Regions from separate parts of the Mus musculus genome. Here region 2 is linked to region 1. The links are chromatin contacts, called in public Hi-C maps. All regions are on one chromosome and are shown on one strand. Each heading gives the region's core, a stretch centred on a gene start, on an enhancer-like site or on the middle of the called end of the contact. The rest is flanking DNA. Distances are from core to core; before and after follow the strand shown. Region 1 has its middle 18 kb from the start of Gm42317. Region 2 has its middle 33 kb from the start of Gm35634.

Region 1 (3,530 bases), core at 338-2,837:
GGTGACAGTGGATCAATGCGAGGAGATGAGACAAGCAGAAGTTGCTAAGGGACCTGAGGAGGATTTGGAAGTGACGGGCAGCTGGTTTTGTTAGTTAGAGTGTAATGGTATTTTGTGGGTGGCTGTGCATGTCAGTGTTATATAACTTTACAGTTACATATGCACAGTGGTTGAAAATTATTTATACATAAAGCTGTAGAAACTAAATTACCACCAATGAAGGTCGTTGGGAGAACAGATATTCCTGGGGCCCAGCGCACAGTAGGCATCCAATGAGCTGAGCTGTACACAGGCTTCTCAAAGTCTCCTAGTCAGTGTCCCTACTAGGAACTGGAGAGGGGGTGGGGACCGTGCCCTGCTCTGAGGCTCAGGTGTGGCACTCCACAGAGAGCCTCAGGTCTCAGCTGTACCCGGAAGCCTGAGAGGATGGCAGCTGCCACGACAATTTGCAAGCCAAATGAAGCAGCTACCCATTCCCACAGCCACCTCAGGCATCGTGGGCTGGCCTCCTTGCTGGTCCACAGCCTCCATGCCCTGACATCCAGCCGTTTTTCCTCCCTATGACTTGTTATTCGTGAACCTCCTTTCAGAGAAGGGGACACATTTCCTTTGTCATCTTACCAGCAAAGCCTAGGTTAGTCACACCAGGCAGTGTGACACTCCTGCGGTCAGCCGGCAGAGAGGTGTGTGAGACCCTGACTTTTGCTTTCTGATTACAGTGGTTTTGTGTGCTGGCTAGGCTGACATTTTCTCTCCTGGAGAGATGAGGCACTTTAGAAACTGCTGATTTAATTCGAAACCCCATCACCTGCTGGGTAGCACAGGTGGAGAGCATTGGACCCCGTTTGCTGTCGGGGAATGGAATTCTAGGTGGAGGGAGCAGCAGGGTCGTTGGGGAAACTGAAAGAGAGGACACACCTGACCAAGGTCACATGGTGAGCTGGGGTCACAGAGCTCAGGACCTGACTTTGCAGTTCTTGCTGATGCTGGCCTGCTTTTAGACACTGGGGTCCCAGCGTTTGGTCAGAATCCTACAGTGAGAGCAGCTCAGAGAAGGGAGGGGGACGGTGTGGGTTTGCACACAGGACAGGGACAGTGGCCTTTGTTGACAGGCCTGAAGGGGGCCTGAGACAAAGGTCTTAGTCTCAGCTGAAACCTGAAGTCTCCACACCCAGAGATGACATTGTCGAAGGCACTTGAAGAAAATCAGACCCATGTCATCTGTCTGCAAGACGCTGCCAACTGTTAACGCCTCCCGAAGGAGGTGCCATCTGATCCCACTTAGGGAAATGCCACGTTCAGGCATTTAAAAGTCAGTGTGATTCAGGGACAAACTTTCACAGCGTTGATGGGCTCCCCTTAAGTCTGAGCATGGAGCTCGGGGGGGGGGGGGCGTGAACACTCATCTGCGAGGTTCCTGTGACATGGGACGCCAAACATGAGAAATCACCATCTCCCATGAAGCTTCTATTCTGGTGGTGGCGACACGGATGGGTGGTAATTCCAGAGGGTGATGGAAGGGAGGAAGGTGAGTGGCATCTAGCTGGGGGTGTGCCCAAAGGAGTGGGCAGGGGTGTGAACAGCTCAGAGGCAGTGAGTGGTGTTTTTCAGCATCTAGCAACAGAAAGGCAATGTATGTCCCTGCTCTCTGGCATGTTGAAAGAGTGTGTGCTGGCAACTCCACTGGCTAGAGTCATCTGAGAGGGAAGGAACCACAATTGAGAAAATGCCTTCACAAGATTGGGCTTCAGGCAAGCCTGGAGGGCATTTTTTTGATAGTTGATGTGAGTGTGGCAGGCCCATCCCTGGGCTGGTGGTCCTGGGTTCTATAAGCAGGCTAAGCAAGTCGTGAGAACAAGCCGGTAAGCATCACACCGCAGACCTCTACATCAGCTCCTGCCTCTCCTGTCTGTTTAGGTTTCTCTCTTGACTTTCTGTGAGGGGGATTATTATAAAGTGTAAGCCTGATAAATCCTTTTCTCCCCAGCTTACTTTTTGGTCATGGTGTTTCACCACATCAGTAGTAACTTGATCAGCATGGAGGAGGAATGTAAAGATAGTATAGTATAGACAGAAGGCATCCTGGGAAGGATGCAGCAGTGGGAAGCTGAACAAAGCTGAGAGCCTTGTCCAGGACAAGCCCTGGAGTCTTAGCCCCTACTTCTTTAAAAAACATATTTGTTTGTTTTATGTGCTTGGGTGTTTTGTCTGCAGATTCCCCAGAGCTGGAGTTCCTCACAGATGGCTGTGAGCCACCAGGTAGGTGCTGGGACTCGAACCCCAGTCCTCTGGAAAAGCAGCTGGTGCTCTTAAGTGCTGAGCCATCTCTCCAGCTCCTCCGAGTCTTAGAGCTGATAGTTCATAGCATTTTCCTTTTTTAATAATCTAACTTGGATTAATTGCACAAAATAATGTTTCCTTGAGATGTCGATGTATGTACATCATACCCTGTGGTCACATCACTCTCCTGCATCACCCTGTCTTGTCCTTTTGGGCCGTTCCCTTCCCTTCCCAATAGCCTCCCTTCTGATGCTGTCAGGTTTTTTTGTGTTTTAACTCAGATTCCTCCTAGGGTCTTAACATCTGAGTACTTCTCCTGCTGCATGAGCACGGAGAGTTGCTGAATTCACTCACTCACTCACTCACTCACTCACTCACTCACTCACTCACTCACTCACTCATTCACACATTCATTCACTTATTCATCCATTCACTCATCTACTTATTCACTAATTCATTCATATATTAATTCATTCACTCATTCACTCGCTCATTCATTCATTCACTTATTCAGTTAGGCTTTCATTCACTTGCTAATTAGTTAATTCAAATATCCCTAGTGTACCCACTGTGGGCTGGACCCGATCCTGAGAACCAGGGACATATTTGGGCACCAGATAGAACCTTTAAGGGTGCCATGTTCCTGTCTTACAGAAGAACAACCTGGCATCAGGGAGGTTTAGAGAGAGCCACTCAGTTGCAGCCACCAGGAGGGACGGGGGGGGGGGGGGGGGGGGGGGGAAGGTAGGAGAGAGGGAAGGAGGGAGGAGGAAGGGAGGGAAGATCAAATCACCCTAAAACCAAAACAGTAGTGCTTAGTGCTACTGAGTCTGAGCTGAAAGAGGCTCGCTTAAGCAGAACTGCTTTCATGAATGTAAATTATGGGACTCAGTTGTGTGTGTGTGTGTGTGTGTGTGTGTGTGTGTGTGTGTGTGTAAATGTGGGTGGTTGTGTGCATGGTGCAGGTGTGGAGGTCAGAGAACAACCTTTGGATATCAGTCTGCACCTTTGTACCTCATCTGAGACAGGACCTACTTGCTACAGAGAGCCAGCTAGCAGGACCTGCACCTCTGGCCTTCTCCCTCCCAGCCCCCAACTCCTATAGGCATGCTGGGATCACAGACATTTACAAACCATGTCTGGCTGTTACATCCCCATCCCCTGGGTTCCGGGGATGTGGGCTCAGATCATTAGGTTGATTTGATGAGTGCTTTACGCCGGAGCCAACTGCACAGCCCGACTCGTGAGAC
Region 2 (3,857 bases), core at 1,274-3,773, 330 kb after region 1:
TTCATTTGTGATATGGGGGATGAGAATCGAACCCAGTGCACAAAAGACCAAAGAGGGAAGAGCCCTGAACTTGGGGGCACGAGGATGTAGCAGAGTCGCCATTTGAAGAGTCCACCATGTTCAGTCCGATGCACCAGACTGCACTTGCTGCTGCTGCTTCAAGCCAGGAAGACCCCTCTCCAGATGTGAGCACATCAGACAGAGACTATTCAAGCACAGCAGAAGAAATGCCACAGAGAAGATGGGCCCCGATGCATGGAGACTTGTCACAGATGTTGAAACAAGCTCATAGTGACCAGGTATGACCATGTAAGGTCTTCACTGTAGAGAAATGAGTGGTTTGAGAGAGTCACCCAAGATCATGTGACCGGCGAATAAAACTACCAGAATCTGAAGCAGGTGTGTCTACTTCCAAGTCCCTCTTCTTTCTCCTTGAGCTCATCACTTACTGTGTGACGTCATCCTGAGAGCGCACAGGGAGAACATCCCATGTGCCGTGTCACAGTTAGTTATGAGAGCCTGGTTTCACTAAGATGATGCCAGTGAGTCCCTGCAGGACCTGAATAGATCTGTACAGGGGCTCTTAGGAATGGCAAGTGCATTCCTTAAGGAAAGGCCCACGCAGAGGCCATGTTAGTTACTGTTCCGTCACTGTGATAAAACACCATGACCCAGAGCAACTTCTTCGTGGCATGGCAGCAGGAGCAGGAAGCTGAGAGATCACATCTTTAACAACAGCACAAAGCAGTAAGGGTGGGCTGGAGGAAAAGTGAGGTGCCCCCTCCCCACCCACATTTCCTCCAGCAAGACTTTGCCTTCTAAACCTTCTCAAACAGCGCCACCTACTGGGGACCAAGCATTTAAATGCCCGAGCCTTTGGGGGACTTTTTCTCATTTGGACCACCACAAATTCATGGCTATATGCAAGACAAAAATCAAAGGCTGTCACTGAGCATCTGCAGTCACTGGTGTCTGCAGTGTGCTGAGAATTCAGGAATACTGGATCACAGGGAGGTCAGGGCAAAGGGAGCCAGGGCTGAAGACAGGGAAGGATGCGTCTGAGAATAGAATGTTAGACGATGATCCTAAAGTAGAGAAATGCTCTTGGCCACAGGCTTGCCACCATGTGACAGCCCAGGTGCTGCTGCAGCCATCAGCAACAATGTGCAAGTGTACAACAGAGAGAATAACTGTACCAGGGCCAATGGGTGGCCTGGAGCCAGGACATGCAATAACTCTTTTCTTCTGACACTGTGTCTACAGGAGCTTGCCTGGAGTCTGTCTCTAAGGCCTTGCATTAATCTTAAAAAATGGCCAAGAGTGGAATTTATCTTTTAACAATATTCCACTCTTGCTTGCTGCTAGTGCCCAGGGCCTGTTGCCTGTCTGTTACTTACAGTGTCTGAAGATTGACGGCCACTGCACTCAACCCAAGAGCTGTTTAGTGGTCAAGGACAGGGTAGAAGACATCATCAGAGAGACAGAAAGATCAGCAGAAAACAAAGGAACAGAAACCAAAAGGATAGAAAGGGATGCCCAGAGAGTGGGGGTAAACATAGGATCACAAGACCAGGAAGGGAACCAAGAAGGCAGGGAGGCCAGGAGCCAAGGCCAAGGCAAGAATTTGCCAACATAGAGTGGTTGAAGAGAGGGTCTCAGTAGCAAGATGACCAGAAGCCCACATGAAAAAGAAACTAGCCCACCAGTGGGCTTAGCACAGACAGGTTCTGGGGGAGCCCCTGAATTTGAAACCTTATTAGCTACCAAAGCTCCCATTGCAAACCTCTGCTCCAGAGGGCCAACCTGACCTCTGCCATTGACCTTCCTGCCGGGCCCCCTGCCCACCTGTGCCTGGCTCACCTGACCATCACTGGCTGATCTGGCTCTCTAGGTTTAAGGTAGTATGGTGGATAGAGAGTCTCTACCCTCCACGGCTTCGGGCTGCAGCATCTTTCCCACGTGGTCCTTCTTTTCCCTCCTGCAATGTCAACTTGCTTCTCTGAGAAAAGATCCAAATGGAGGTTAAGGGAATCAAGTATGATTTAATCCCGTTTAAAGGTAACTAGGAGCACATGGGTGTAACAGGCCCAACTGTTCTGATCCCAGCTCTCTCTTGTCCTGCCTCCTCCTCCTCCTCCTCCTCCTCCTCCTCCTCCTCCTCCTCCTCCTCCTCCTCCTCCTCCACCTCTTCTCCCTCCTCCTTCTCCTCTTTCTCTACCTCTTCCTCTCCTCCCTGCTCCTCCAAAGACACCCAGGATGCTCCTGAAAAGAAGGGAATACCATCTGCTAGGTGTATTTCAGAAACTGTGCCTGGGGGATCCGGCAAGGCAAGAAATGAGGCGCACTAAACTTAGCACAGGGCTAGGGGGAAGGAACTCTGTGTTCTCATGCCAGGTCCAGGTCTAGAAGGCTGGGGAGCAAGTGACTGCACCTGCTCACTGTTCACAGGGCCTAGTAGCCTGAGGAGGAGGCACTCTCCAGGGCCAGCCCTCAGCTCACATCAGAGTCAATGCTAATCCAGTCACCCAGCAAAGCAGCTTCAGTGCTGTAAGGGAGGGGCCCCAGGCAGCTGAAGCCCAGGGCAGCTTTTCGTAGCAATATTATAATTTTCAATTCCGAGACATGCTTTAACATTCTACAGTAAGATGTACCTTTTGATTGACCTAGACATTTAATCTCATCTTTCTCTTGTTTTCTTTCTTCTCCCACCACCCCCACCCCATCCCCAAAAGCTGTTATTAAGTTGATGGTCTATTTTCTGATAGCTTCTTACAGTAAAAGCAAGTAGACTCAGCATGACAAATACTGTGAGCAGCAGTCCTAAGCATACGAAGTACCCAGCATGAGTATCTACAGTGTCTTATGTCACATCAGAAAAATTAAGTCTCAGAGAGGTACAGAAACTCACTAGCAGTCTCACAGTAAATGTGCAGGGGTTGGGGTCAGAAAGCATTAGAGCAATCTTACTACCTTCACTCTGTGGGTCAGAGTACCATCTCCGGGGCTACTGTGCCTATAGGTTCTAGCACTAGTTAAAGAGAGTGTTTTCGATCTCCAGGCCTGGGTGGAATAGCCAGAGACAGGGCACCTAGTCAGCCATTGGTGCACACCAATAGGTGTTCCCAGATGGAATTTGGTCACAACTGGCGGCCCTAAAACACATTCTGCTGCTGGCTTCCCTCCTCCTGCCAGCTCTGACCAGAGAGAGGCAGTAAAAGGCTTGGGTATCCAGGTCTCAGCTGGGAGGCCAAGGTCGAGGAATGGGGCAACAGGTATGAGTGCAAGGGGTGGCTTTCCCTAGAAAACTGTTCTGGCTAGCCTTTTCCAGAAGCCTCTTCTCTGCGGATGATGGATGGCCCTCTGAGCGACAGCAGGTACGTGCTTCACAGGGACACATCAGCCCAAAGACCCATAATGCTTCTTGAAGTCTATCTACTGACCACAGGGCAGAGAAACTGGTGAGGGACCCTAAAGACCCCAATACAGGGAAGCAGCTGGGGCGACTACTGGACTTGCCGGCACAGTACATCTATAGTCAGAGCCATGTTGACCCCAAGCACTGTAGTCAGGCCCTGTGTTCTTTTGGGTGGGAGACTCTTGTGTCTAAGGGCAGGCTTAGAAGTTAGTAGAGTCCAGTAAAGCACAGAAGAGCCTGTGCTGATGTTAATTAGCTCTGTGATCGTGATGTGTCATCTCACCTTTATTAACCACCATTTGTCTGTAACTCAGAAAAATAATAGTTGTTTTGTATATAGCATAGAGCTCACACCCTGAGCATAGTATGTGATCAGGATATTTTTGACTTGTTACTCTGAAGCCATCCACCATGGAGTTAAAAGGAGCCCTTCCTTCTCCAG

Evidence for each region. A called contact is a pair of places that touch in the nucleus more often than the background predicts.
Region 2: a contact with region 1 is called in a Hi-C map of cerebral cortex, with 1.6 times the contacts expected there. The contact joins two enhancer-like sites. A contact is called at or near these places in 2 of 484 Hi-C or Micro-C datasets (cerebral cortex and embryonic stem cells) and 2 of 115 datasets of contacts at active chromatin or transcription factors (astrocytes and embryonic stem cells).

Annotation. Positions count from the first base shown.
Region 1 is chr4:131,045,879-131,049,408 of GRCm38.p6, forward strand. No RefSeq gene overlaps it. Among named protein-coding and RNA genes, the nearest start is that of Gm42317, 18 kb to the right of the region's middle. Within about 2 kb of position 1,588, at least 7 of the 459 cell types and tissues checked have an H3K27ac peak or open chromatin away from gene starts, as enhancers often do. A contact at or near this core is called in cerebral cortex, where this site is marked.
Region 2 is chr4:131,373,883-131,377,739 of GRCm38.p6, forward strand. No RefSeq gene overlaps it. Among named protein-coding and RNA genes, the nearest start is that of Gm35634, 33 kb to the right of the region's middle. Within about 2 kb of position 2,524, at least 6 of the 459 cell types and tissues checked have an H3K27ac peak or open chromatin away from gene starts, as enhancers often do. A contact at or near this core is called in cerebral cortex, where this site is marked.